Linked DNA regions of Sus scrofa: regions 1 and 3 are each linked to region 2. Evidence: chromatin contacts called from public Hi-C and promoter capture Hi-C data. All regions are on one chromosome and are shown on one strand. The core of a region is the stretch at or near the end of the contact, and the rest is flanking DNA. Distances in the headings are between cores, read along the strand shown. Region 1 holds the start of RPS6KL1 (ribosomal protein S6 kinase-like 1). Region 2 has its middle 25 kb from the start of FOS. Region 3 holds the start of PROX2 (prospero homeobox protein 2).

Region 1 (3,584 bases), core at 917-3,416, 330 kb after region 2:
AATCCAATTCCACCTCATCATTTTACGAATTAGAAGCTGAGGGTCAGGTGTATCCAAAGCCATTGAAGTTAAGTGAGCCAGAATTTCACAGTGTTTTGGGTTTGGGTTTTTTTTGTTGTTTTTTGATTTTTATTTTTTATTTTTGCTTTTTAGGACTGCACCAGCAGCATATGGAATTTCCCCAGCTAGGAGTCGAATGGGAGCTGCAACTGCCAGCCTACACTGCCTCTCATGGCAACGCCGGATCCTCAAGCCACTGAGTGAGGCCAGGGATTGAACCCACGTCCTCATGGGGAACTCCCAGAATTTCACAGTTTACCAGTAAGGGACCGGGATGGAACTGAAGCCAGATCTGAATCCAAAACCTGTGCTCTCTACTCCTCACCGCATCATCTCTTCTCAGGATGGAGAGCAGGGGGCGAAGGGAGGAGACGGGTGTCTATAAACCTGAGAAGCAGGCCAGACATCCGAGGGGTGGGTCGACAGACTTCGGCCCCTCCACAGACTGGTGGGAAACCAAGGCTCCAGACAGGGCGGTGACAGGACAGAGCCTTGGTGTGGAAAGATGGCTCTGTCAGCACCAGAGCCCAGCAGCTGTTTTCCTAGAGAAGGCCGACCCTTCCCTTTCCTGAGGGAAGCCTGGAGCGCCCCCGCTCCCTCCCCCTGACGCTGGCTGTGACTGAGGCAGATGAGAGCCTGGCCCCTGCTACCCGTCTGTGGGCCCCACCTCACAGGCCATGGGGCCCCAGGCCAAAAAAGATGGTGTGTTTCTAGGCCCTGAAGTAACTTCGTTACCACGGAAACCACCAGGCAGGACAGTCAGCGGGGAGGAGGGTGAGAGCTTCCCCGCAGAGCTGGGCACCCCCCCACCCGGTTTCTCTCACTGAGGGGGTGTCACCTGCGTGACAGGGAGAGGGCCCCTCACTGAGGCCCTGGGAGAATTGGCCCGTCCCTGCTCGCAGCCCCCAACCCCCATCTCTAAGTCTGCCAGGCTTCTCTCTCCTCTGAGGCCCCTGCCCCTCCCACCCAGGCGTCAGCCTGGGCCACCCATGAGTCACCGTGTGGGCCACTCGCTAACGGTAACGGGAGCCTCTGTGCTCACACAGCGCAGGCCGACGGCGCTGGTTGTTTACAGACATGTGACCGCCTGACGCCCCCGGCGGGGGTCTGAGGTTTGGACTGTAATGGTGATAACCCCCTCCTTGAGCGCTTCATCCCTCTCTGCGCTGTCTCAGCCGCAGCCCCCTTTTGAAGCCTGTTTTCTCCTTTGCCAGACAGGCTGGAAGGAAGCATGGAGAGGGTGAGAACTCTGCCTGAGGACTTTCAGCCTGGGGAGTCTGGAGGCTCAGGGGGCTGACAGCTGGCCGCGGCTGCCACACAGCCAGGCCGAAGGCTCTGCGTCACTTGGAGACCCAGGGCCAGCCTTGCGGGGTCGTGGGGGTCATGGCTCAGGAAGGAGAGCCCGACGGAACCTGGGGGTAGGGGGCTCCCAGGAGCTTCCATCCCTCCAATCTATCAACTGGAAACACAACTTCTCAGCAGACCTGGGGAGGCTGAGGAGGGGGCAGGACAGATCTTTCGTAACTAAGACCCCAGTCCAAATCCAGGGGACTCTGGGTGCCTTTGGGAGCCTCCTTGAGAAACCAGTCCTGGCCGATGGAGATGAGCATCCGCACAGAGGCCGGGCTGTTTCACTGGGATCCTTCATCTTCATGTGTGTGTGTAGGCTGCCCTGCCATCTCCTCCCTGCTCCCCAAGATAAAACATCCCCATTCTTTTAGGAAAAGATGAATTGTTGTGTAGCTATAAGAACAAGTAACTCTTGAAGTTCCCAGTGGATTAAGGATCTGACTACAGCAGCTCGGGTCACTGCAAGGGCACGGGTTGGATCCCCAGTCTAGCGCAGTGGCTTAAGGATCTGGCGCTGCTGCAGCTGTAGGGGCTCAGATTGGACCCCTGGCCCAGGAGCTTCCATATACCACAGGTGCGGTGAAATAAATAAGTCTCGGTACCTGTTAGAACCCTGGCTGATGTGATCCCTTGTTTCAGTAACCGTGATCCTGGAACCGTGCGCTCAGTCAGAGGCAGCCCCCCCTTCTGAGAATAACAAGTCAGCCGCAGCCTCACTCCACTGACTGCGCTTCTAGAGCCAAAGGTCAGCCGTTTCTAAAACACTCAGGAAGTGGATCCACCCTGAATGCCTCGCTTCCCCAAAGCCTGCGTGAGATTCACTCCCCGCCTTGCTCAGAGACTGCCTCGCAATACAGCTCTCTCTTGCTTAAGCAAGGACGCTCTCACAGTGGTGAGTAGTCACAATGTCTTTTGACACTTTTCCCCCAAAGTCTTTTTGTTTGTTTGTTTGTATTTTCAGGGCTGCACTAGCGGCATATGGAAGTTCCCAAGCTAGGAGCTGCAGCTGCGGCTGCCGGCCTGCACCACAGCCACAGCAACACGGGGTCAAATCCACGTCCTCATGGATACTAGTTGGCTTGGTTACCACTGAGCCAGGATGGGAACTCCCCAAAATCTTTCTTATAATCCATCTCACATGCTTCCAAAAACCAGAGAATGAGCAATACATTTTTTTCAGCTTTGTTATAAAGTTAGCCTAGGCTGGAGACAGAAGCACCTTCCTTCTTATTCCTCTGCCCTGCCCCAACATCCCAGCTCCATCCTGAAGCCAAATGGAGCACCCAAAAGACAAGCAAGCCTTTCTTTGATTAAAGTGGATCACTCCCTTTAATCACTTTGATTTTTGTCATATTGCGTGCGTTATATCCAAAGACCCCCCTCCTCCCACCGCCACCAGGGTGAAGATAAGAAGCAAGGAAGAGGTGGAGGAGACACCTTGATATGTTATTTTAATAACTTGCTTTTTCTTTTTTTTTTTAGGGCCACACCTGCAACATATGGAAGTTCCCAGTCTAAGGATCCAGTTGGAGGTGCAGCTGTTGGCCTAATGCCATAGCCACAGCAACACCAGATCCAAGCCTTGTCTTTGACCTACACCACAGCCTATGGCAATGCCGGATCCTTAACCCACTAAGTGACGCCAGGAATCCAACCCGTGTCCTCATGGATACTAATTGGGTTTATCACCACTGAACCACAGCAGAAACTCCATAACTCTTTTTATTTATTTATTTATTTATTTATTTTTGTCTTTTTTTTTTTTGCCATTTCTTGGGCGGCTCTCGCGGCATATGGAAGTTCCCAGGTTAGGGGTTGAATCGGAGCTGTAGTCACCGGCCTACACCAGAGCCACAGCAGCGAGGGATCGGAGTCACATCTGCGACCTACACCACAGCTCACGGCAACGCTGGATCCTTAACCCACTGAGCAAGGGCAGGGATCGAACCCGCAACCTCATGGTTCCTAGTCGGATTCCTTAACCACTGCGCCACGACGGGAACTCTTTATTCATTTAAGTTCCTGGAACAGGGAAGCAACCTGAGCCACAGCAGTGACCCAAGCTGTTGTAGTGACAATGCCAGATCCTTAAACCAATGTACCACTAGAGAACTCCTACAACTTTGGGTTGCTGCTGTGGCACAGTTTTGATCACTAGCCTGAACTTCCTCATG
Region 2 (3,971 bases), core at 839-3,338:
ATGTGATTGGGGTCAAGCTGCTGTGCTTCTCCGGCTGCAGCATTACTCTCATGTTATGGATGAGGAAATAAGCAGAATGAACACAGACTAAGCGTGAACTTCGGGTTGTTTTCCATAAAAAAGATTCACCTTGCACAAGTCTTATAAAGAACGAAAAGAAAGGTGTGTGTACCACGTTTAGATTAGCGCCTGGCACGTACTGATTAATGCTAATGAACATATGTTGGGTAAGTGGTGCTGGTGGTGAATGGTGTATTCTTTAAATAAGCAAACAACAAAGTTGCTTTGAAGAACTGTTGACAGTTAATGGGACTCTCTGACCATAATTTGAGGTCCACCCACGTATTCAGGTTCAAGGTGACAGAGCCAGAATCAAAATGGCAGAGGAGTAGGACGTGGAGCTCATTCTCTGCCCCCAAATACATCAAACGAACAAACAAAAAATCCATCTATCTGTGTTCAAGACCCGGTAAACTTCGACCCAGCTTTGTGTTGTAACTGTACCATTTCCCTTCATGAAATTTGAGAGGTTATGTTTTGACATTGTTTCATTTTGTTTCATTTCCTCTTGTTGGGTGGGCTTAACTGGTTTCTCAATTTAGGCAGGGCAAAAGGGAGAAGTATTTTAAATGGCTGTGACAGTCCGAATTGGTCATACCTTCTGGTCTCTGAGAATAAGCCCCAAATTCTCATCTACTCTCCTAAAATATTTGGGTTTTTTCCACATCCTCTAACTGCCAAATATAATCCCTTCCTTCGTTTCTTCAAAGCTCCCCCCTTTCTCCTTTCAACGTGTCTCCTGGCATTTGGGTACCTAAAAAAAATGAATTGTGAAATAACACCTTAATCACATTTCACGTTCTTGTGCTGCATTCCTGTTCACTACACGCTTTCATGCCTGTTCTTCCTCATTGGCTGAAGGAAGACATGCCCCCTTAATGGATGACACAGCAGAGGCCCAGCCAGGTGAACAAGCACGCCCTGGGTGTCAGCCTCCCAGCAAATGTCACCGTCTCCTGGTACAACGAGAAGACTGTCTTTAACTGAGGTAGATATATATGCATAACATAAATATGCCTAACATAGAGTTTATCACTGTAACCATTTTAAAGTTACCGTTAAAACTGTGGTGCAACCATGGCCACCACCCATCTCCGGATCCCTTTTCATCTTCCCAAACTGCAGCTCCATCCTGGTTAAAGAGTAACTCCCCATCCTCCCCTCCCACCATCCCACTTTCTGACTCTCTGAAGTGACTGCTCTAGAAACGTCATAGCTTATGGGATTGTCCTTTTGTATGACAGATGGATTAGCAGCAAGATTTCTGGAGGAAGTTCCCAAGATTCTCTTCTCCATTGGCGTTTCTTTTGGCTAATGTTGCACTTTAGCCAGAAAGAGAGCCTCTTCTTTATTCTACCGGAACCCACTCTCATGGACACAAACACCTTTTAGGCCCTGCCCTGAAAAACAGAATTTTCTAACATTTTGTTTTCTCAGAATGCTATTCATTCTTCCAGGAAATGACTTGAAGTGTGGTCATCAGGAAAAGAAGAAAAAAAAGAAAAAAAAAAAAAAAAAAGAAAAAAACACACCATAAAGAAACTCCTGGAGAAGGACTTAGGACATGTTCCTGGGCCACCTCGGAAGTTCCCAAAGGCCCCTCTCTCCTCCACTGACCACTGTGTGTGTGTGTATGTATTATTTTTGTCTTTTTGTTTTAAAGAACTCTGTGATCCACTTCAATTCATGTTTTGCCCAGAAAGCTAACACAGCTGCAAATCCTTTCTGCCCGGAAAGCCTTCCAGCTTTTCCAGAGGCTTCTTTGCTGTTTCAGTGGCCACTTCCCTCCCTCTCAGGCCAGCCAGCCTCTCTGAGCCCATTGCCCCCCACCCCTTGGGGCTGACCCCACCTTCTGAGAGAAGAAGCCACTCCCTAGAAGTGACTGTGCTGTCTCTGTGGGTTTCTATCACTTGAAGAAGCACAGCCCCTTCCCTCCCCATCCCCCGCCTCCCAGGGGCACCCCAGCCCCCACGTCGGGCTTCCCCCTCGGAGATCTGGCTCTGCTGCCTGCTGGTAAACGGCTGGCCGTCCCCATGACAACGACATGGCCCAGAGCCTGGATGACGCCAGGCCTGACTCTTCTCCCAGCCTCACCCACGTCTGTTTGTTTGGGTTCCAGCTGCTTTTGTTGGGCTTCGTTTTGCTTGTCCGTTTGAGGCAGCTTCATTGCCGATTGGCTCCAGGGGGCTGCGCTTGGATTCCCTGGGGTTCTGGGAAGTCAGCCTCCTGCCTGGGCAGGAATTTCCTGGCACCGTGGGGTATTTCCCCATCATAATAACAAGATCTAGAAGAGCCCTTCATGCAAGGCAGAGCCCACAGGAAGCCTGGGCATCAGATAATACACTAATACTCTGCTCCCCCAGGCAACTTCAGGGCACTGTTACTAACCCAACTGTGTGCCACGCTCCTGATGACAAGTGGGCCTGTTGTTTGATGAAATGAAGGAAACGTGACAACGTGTTAGCAGAAGAGTCCAGGTGTGCAGAAACATCAAAAATAAACCGAGGATGAAGAAGAGACAGCTGTATGGATTTTGAGGAACAGTGAAGTGAATGTGGTGACAGACATCCCAAGTGACTCTTTTTGTTTGTTTGTTTGTTTTTTGTTAGGGCTGCACCTGCAGCCTATGGAAGTTCCCAGGCTAAAGGTCTAATCAGAGCTGCAGCTGCCGACCTACACCACAGCCACTACAATGCCAGATCCTTAACCCACTGAAGGAGCCCAGGGATGGAACCTGCATCCTCATGGATACTAGTCGGGTCCATTACTGCTGAGCCACAACGGAAACTCCCAAGTGACGCCTCGCCTCATCATTTGGGGTGGTTTTGCCTTTATTATTTGGACAGTGCAGAAGCCGGAATCTGGAACATTGTTTACAACTAATTTGAAAACATACCTTCTAGCCTTTTATCATTTCATCAGGTTTTTTGTTTGTTTGTTTTTCCACCCTGCGGCATATGGAGTTCAGATTAGAGCCGTGGTTGCGATTCACATTGCAATGCCAGATCCTCTAACCCACTGTGCCAGGGCTGGGAATTGAACCTGCATCCTGGCATTGCAGAGACACCACCAATCCCATTGTGCCACAGCAGGAACTCCTCATCAGATTTTTATCTCTCGAATAACTCATTTTAGGAGTTCCCTGGTGGCTCAGTGAGGTAAGGATCCGGTGTTGTCACTGCTGTGGCTCTGGTTCCAGCTGTGGTACTGGTTCGATCCCTGGCCCCAGGGACTTCCACATGCCATAGGTGCAGCCAAAAAAAAAAAAAAAAAAAAAAAAAAAAAAACAAGCAAACAAACAAACTCACTTGGCTTTAGAGCTCCTGAGTTTATCCCAGATCCTCTGATTTCTGACATAAAAGGTCCATCTCTTGCCTTGACCTTTGAAGCAGTGTCAGGGCCGCCTCAGCTCCTCATCTATAAAATGGGGCTAAATAATGCCCACCAGCCAGGTCATCCCATACTTAGCTCAGCTCTGCCACTTACTGGGCTGCTAACATCATCATCAGCTCCTACCTATGCCTTCTTCCTGAGAATCCTGACACTTTTTACAGGAATTCTGTCATTGATTCATTTAACAAATACTATTTACTAAGCTTCAGTGGGCCAACCACTGTGCTAGCTGCTAGGGATAAAATGATAGACAAAATCAGACACAGTTCTGATCCTTTGGTAGCTTCTGGACTAGTGAGGGAGATTGATATCAATCAAATAACCATACAAAATGTAAAATGACAGCTGTGTCATGTGAGCGAAGCCATCTCAGCCCCTCCAGGCCAGCCCAGCCCCCAGCTGAATACCAAGGAGGAGATCAGTCTTTGCCACACTGAGCAGATGAATGTCTCAGCCACCTCCTGTCGTAATTCCTGACCCACAAAATCATGAGATACAATAAACCAGTTGCTATTTAC
Region 3 (3,737 bases), core at 1,071-3,570, 400 kb after region 2:
CTCCACAGCGGCTGCACCCATTTACATTCCCACCAACAGTGAAAACCTCTCTCTCTTTCTAGCTACCGTTCTATGTCTCTCCTCCTTATAAAACACCTTTAAAAAGTTGTCATAGTCAATGTCACCAATTCCTCCTCTTGTCCTCTCCATAAAATTCACTCCAACCAGGCTCCTCCCCTTCCTCTGCACCAAAACTGCTGTGATCAAGACCCCAAATGACTCTGATCAACACCTTGAATTACTAATTTGAACCATCAACTCACACTCCCATGTGATGTGACCTCTCCTCCTCCAAGAAACACTTTTTTCACTTGGCTCCCTGGACCTCACACACCCCTAGAGTTCTTCTTCACTGATTGCTCCTGTTTCCTGCTGGGGTCCCCTCCTGCCCCTGCCTCCTCAGGTTCTGTCCCAGGACGAAGACCTCACCGCCTGTTCCTCTCTATCTGCATTCACTCCTTGGTGAGTTTATCCATCTACACACCGGCAACCCTCAATTTTATCTTTCTAGCCCAGATCTCCTTCACCAAACCCCAGGCTTAGTTATCCAACTGCATTCTCAACATCCCCATGTAGATGTCTAATAATTCTTTCAAACTTATTACATCCCAAACCAGGCTCCTGATATTTCTCCCCAAGCCTGCTCCTTCCACAGCCCTCCCCACCTCAGTTCAGGTGCTTCCCACCCTCCAGGCCAAACACTTCGGAGTGATTATCAGCGATACTTCTTTTTCTCTTGGGCCTCATGTCCAATCTGCTAGTAAATCCCATTGGCTCCAACTTTGACATATATCCAAGATCTGACGCAACATCCCATTGCTGCCACCCTGGTCCAAACCGTCTCACCTGGATTACTATCACTGAGATGATCACAAGAGCCTCCTGAATAGACTCTTTGTTTCAACCCTTGCCCCCCTCCCCCTAGTTTATTCCCCACCTAGTAAAGAATGATCTTTTTAAAACTAAATAAGGCCAGGAGTTCCCATCGTGGCTCAGTGGTTAACGAATCCGACTAGGAACAATGAGGTTGCAGGTTCAATCCCTGACCTCACTCAGTGTGTTAAGGATCTGGGGTTGCCATGAGCTGTGGTATAGGTGGCAGACATGGCTCAGACCCTGCGTTGCTGTGGCTCTGGCATAGGCTGGTGGCTACAGCTCTGATTAGACCCCTAGCCTGGGAACCTCCATATGCCGCAGGAGTGGGCCTAGAAAAAGACAAAAAAAAAAAAAAAGATAAAACTAAATAAGGCCATATTGCTCATTACCTTTCAATGGGCCCTCGTTCATCCCAGAGCTTTTATCTCTTGTGCTTCTTCTTCACAACAGTTATCACAACCTGAAAATATACTTACTGATTCTTTCTTCCCCTGCTAGAATCCAGCTCCGCAAGAGCAAGGCTGCTGTCTTGTTCATCACCGACTATCCAAAAGCCCAGAAGAAGGCCTGGTGTATAGTCGGTGCTTAATAAGTGCTGTGAAATGTTGAACTATGACTGCGTAATCTGATTCTTCCAGGAGCGAGACAGAGTTGTGGTCAAACAGTAGGTTCTCAAACTTTAGTTTGCTTATTTCAAAGGCAGGTGCCTTGGCCCCGGGCAGCTGAGGGATTCTGATTAAGCAGGACTGGTGGACCCATTGAATTTGCTATTTTTAACAAGTGGGCAGGGTGATTCTGTTCCAGATTGTCACTCTGAATCCAGAAACATCTTGTTCTGATTCCAGCCTCGCACTAACTGTAGGGAGGTAACTTAACTCCTCTGAGCCTGTTTCCTTATGTGTAAAATAGGAATGACCACATTCCTTCAGAGCTGTTAGGAGAATTCAGTTGGGTAATGCATGTAATGTTCTTGGCACAATGCAGTTATGCCGTTAGCTGCCATTTCTGTTGTTATTATTATTATGGATTATTTTCCTGTTACCCCGGCAGAAGAATCTTCTCCTTAGAGGATCGCTCTTAGGAACTTCCTCCCCAAAGTGTGGTCTGGACCAACAGCATCACCTGCGAGTTGATTACGAAGGCAGATTCTCTGCCCCACCCCAGACCTGCTGAGTCAGAATCTGCATTTTAACAGGATTCAAAGGGGATCCTTCCACACAAACAAGTTTGAAAAGTGTGTTCAAAGTCACAGGTACTGTTTTCTCCTGTCTCCCATTTCAGAGTCTGCCCAGGAGGTGAATAAGCCCTGGGACTCCGGAGTCTGAATCCTTCCTCCAAGTGAAGAGGAGAAGCCCCCAGCTCCCGGGTGCACCTCCCGCTGAGAACCTCAGGAGGAGGGATTCTCTCACGTGACCCTGACTAACAGCCTCTGTGGAGCTAAGGATGGATCCAAACTCCGGCTTGCTTGCTCATCCGTCCCAGGCCTGCTCGCACCGGGCCGAACCGTGTATGGAAGATGGAGGGAGCCCGGCCCCTGGGGAGCAGGGCAGACACTCTCCCTTTCCCTGGACCCAGGCCCCCAGCTCCAGCCTGGCCGACCCTGACTGGTTTTGGGATGAGCACGTCCAGGCAAAGAGGGCCAGAGTAGAGACCATTGTCCGAGGCATGTGCCTCTCCCCTAACCCTCTGGTGCCAGGCAGTGCCCCAGCCAGGGACAGCCCCTGCTGCCCAGAGAAGGCCCAGGAGCGGAAGAGGAAGCAGAGCCTTCCTGCGCAGCAAGGCCCCCTGAGGCCAGGCCCTGCCGGGGACCGGGGCAGCAGGAAGGGGAGCCCTCGGGTGAGAGAACAGCTTCACCTGCTGAAGCAACAGCTAAGACACCTGCAAGAGCACCTCCTGCAGGCTGCTGAGCCCAGGAGGGCCCAGGAGGGCCCAGGAGGCTGTGACACGGGGACGGGCCCTCTGAGGGTAAAGCAGATGAATGGCTATGGGTCTCAGCCCTGGGCTATGGACAGTGACCACCTCCAGGGTTCCAGCGGGGCCCTCTCCAGGGTGGAGAAACAGACCGTGTCTGAGGTCACATATCAGTCTGAGGAAGCCAGGTTCCTTCCTTCTGGAGCACGGGCTTTGCTGGTGATTCTGAAGAAAGAATTGACGGGGGCAATATCCCAGGCTGTAGACTCAGTATTACAAAAGCTGCTACTGGATCCACCAGGGCCCCTGACTCAGCTGAGCAGACGCTTCCAGGGGCTGGTGCCAGACGAGCCGTCATCTCCTGAGGCAGGTGCCTGGAAAGACCAACTTTCTCCGGCTGCCTTGCCCAGGAGGGCCCAGCCACAGGTGGGGGGGCCGCTGGGAAACTTGCCTCTGGCCAAGGCTCTAGATTCTCCCAGGTTCCCCGTCTCTCCAAGAATGCTCCCCAAACCCTATCCGGGTCCCCCAGCAAACTGTCCCTTGACTGTGCCTGCCCACGTCCAGGAAGATCAGACTGTCAGCCAGCTCCTGGGCCAGGGACCCGGTGGCCACTGGAGCAGCAGTCTTCCCCAGGACTCGTCTCCCCAGAGTCACCCCTCGTCGGAGGCGGCCCTGCGACCTTGGGGAGCTGCCACATTGCGACCGCTGGCTCTGAGCCGGCAGCAGTGCCCCTGGCCCTTCATGGCCTCCTGTCTGGAAAGACTGCCCATCATTCCCTCGGTGAAAATGGAGCAGGGGGGCCCGCAGGCCGCCATGGACGCCCTTCCTTTCTCTTCAGCCCACGTATCCTTTACTAGTCACTGACGTTCTCATTGTCACAGCCCAGAGAAACAGGAGCCCGAGACAGGACAATGAGGGGAGGTGGGAACAAAGAACTACCTGGCGTAGGG

What was found. Promoter capture Hi-C pulls out the DNA fragments that hold promoters and counts their contacts. Hi-C and Micro-C count contacts between places; a contact is called where the count stands out from the background.
Region 1: a contact with region 2 is called in a promoter capture Hi-C map of fetal liver, with 2.7 times the contacts expected there. The contact joins the promoter of RPS6KL1 here to the enhancer-like site in region 2. A contact is called at or near these places in 2 of 5 promoter capture datasets (fetal liver and liver), 8 of 47 Hi-C or Micro-C datasets (embryonic fibroblasts, epiblast stem cells, liver and 4 more) and 1 of 2 datasets of contacts at active chromatin or transcription factors (alveolar macrophages).
Region 3: a Hi-C map of retroperitoneal adipose tissue shows a contact between it and region 2, with 1.8 times the contacts expected there. The contact joins the promoter of PROX2 here to the enhancer-like site in region 2. A contact is called at or near these places in 6 of 47 Hi-C or Micro-C datasets (embryonic fibroblasts, liver, mesenteric adipose tissue and 3 more) and 1 of 2 datasets of contacts at active chromatin or transcription factors (alveolar macrophages).

What each region holds. Positions count from the first base shown.
Region 1 is chr7:98,139,799-98,143,382 of Sscrofa11.1, reverse strand. It overlaps RPS6KL1 (ribosomal protein S6 kinase-like 1), which reads left to right and starts at 2,166. Exons shown (of 11, transcript XM_013989171.2): 1 at 2,166-2,302.
Region 2 is chr7:98,472,643-98,476,613 of Sscrofa11.1, reverse strand. No RefSeq gene overlaps it. Among named protein-coding and RNA genes, the nearest start is that of FOS, 25 kb to the right of the region's middle. Within about 2 kb of position 2,088, at least 42 of the 83 cell types and tissues checked have an H3K27ac peak or open chromatin away from gene starts, as enhancers often do. A contact at or near this core is called in alveolar macrophages, embryonic fibroblasts, epiblast stem cells and 7 more, where this site is marked.
Region 3 is chr7:98,073,405-98,077,141 of Sscrofa11.1, reverse strand. PROX2 (prospero homeobox protein 2) reads left to right here and starts at 2,320. Exons shown (of 3, transcript XM_013989170.2): 1 at 2,320-3,067. The coding sequence starts at 2,320.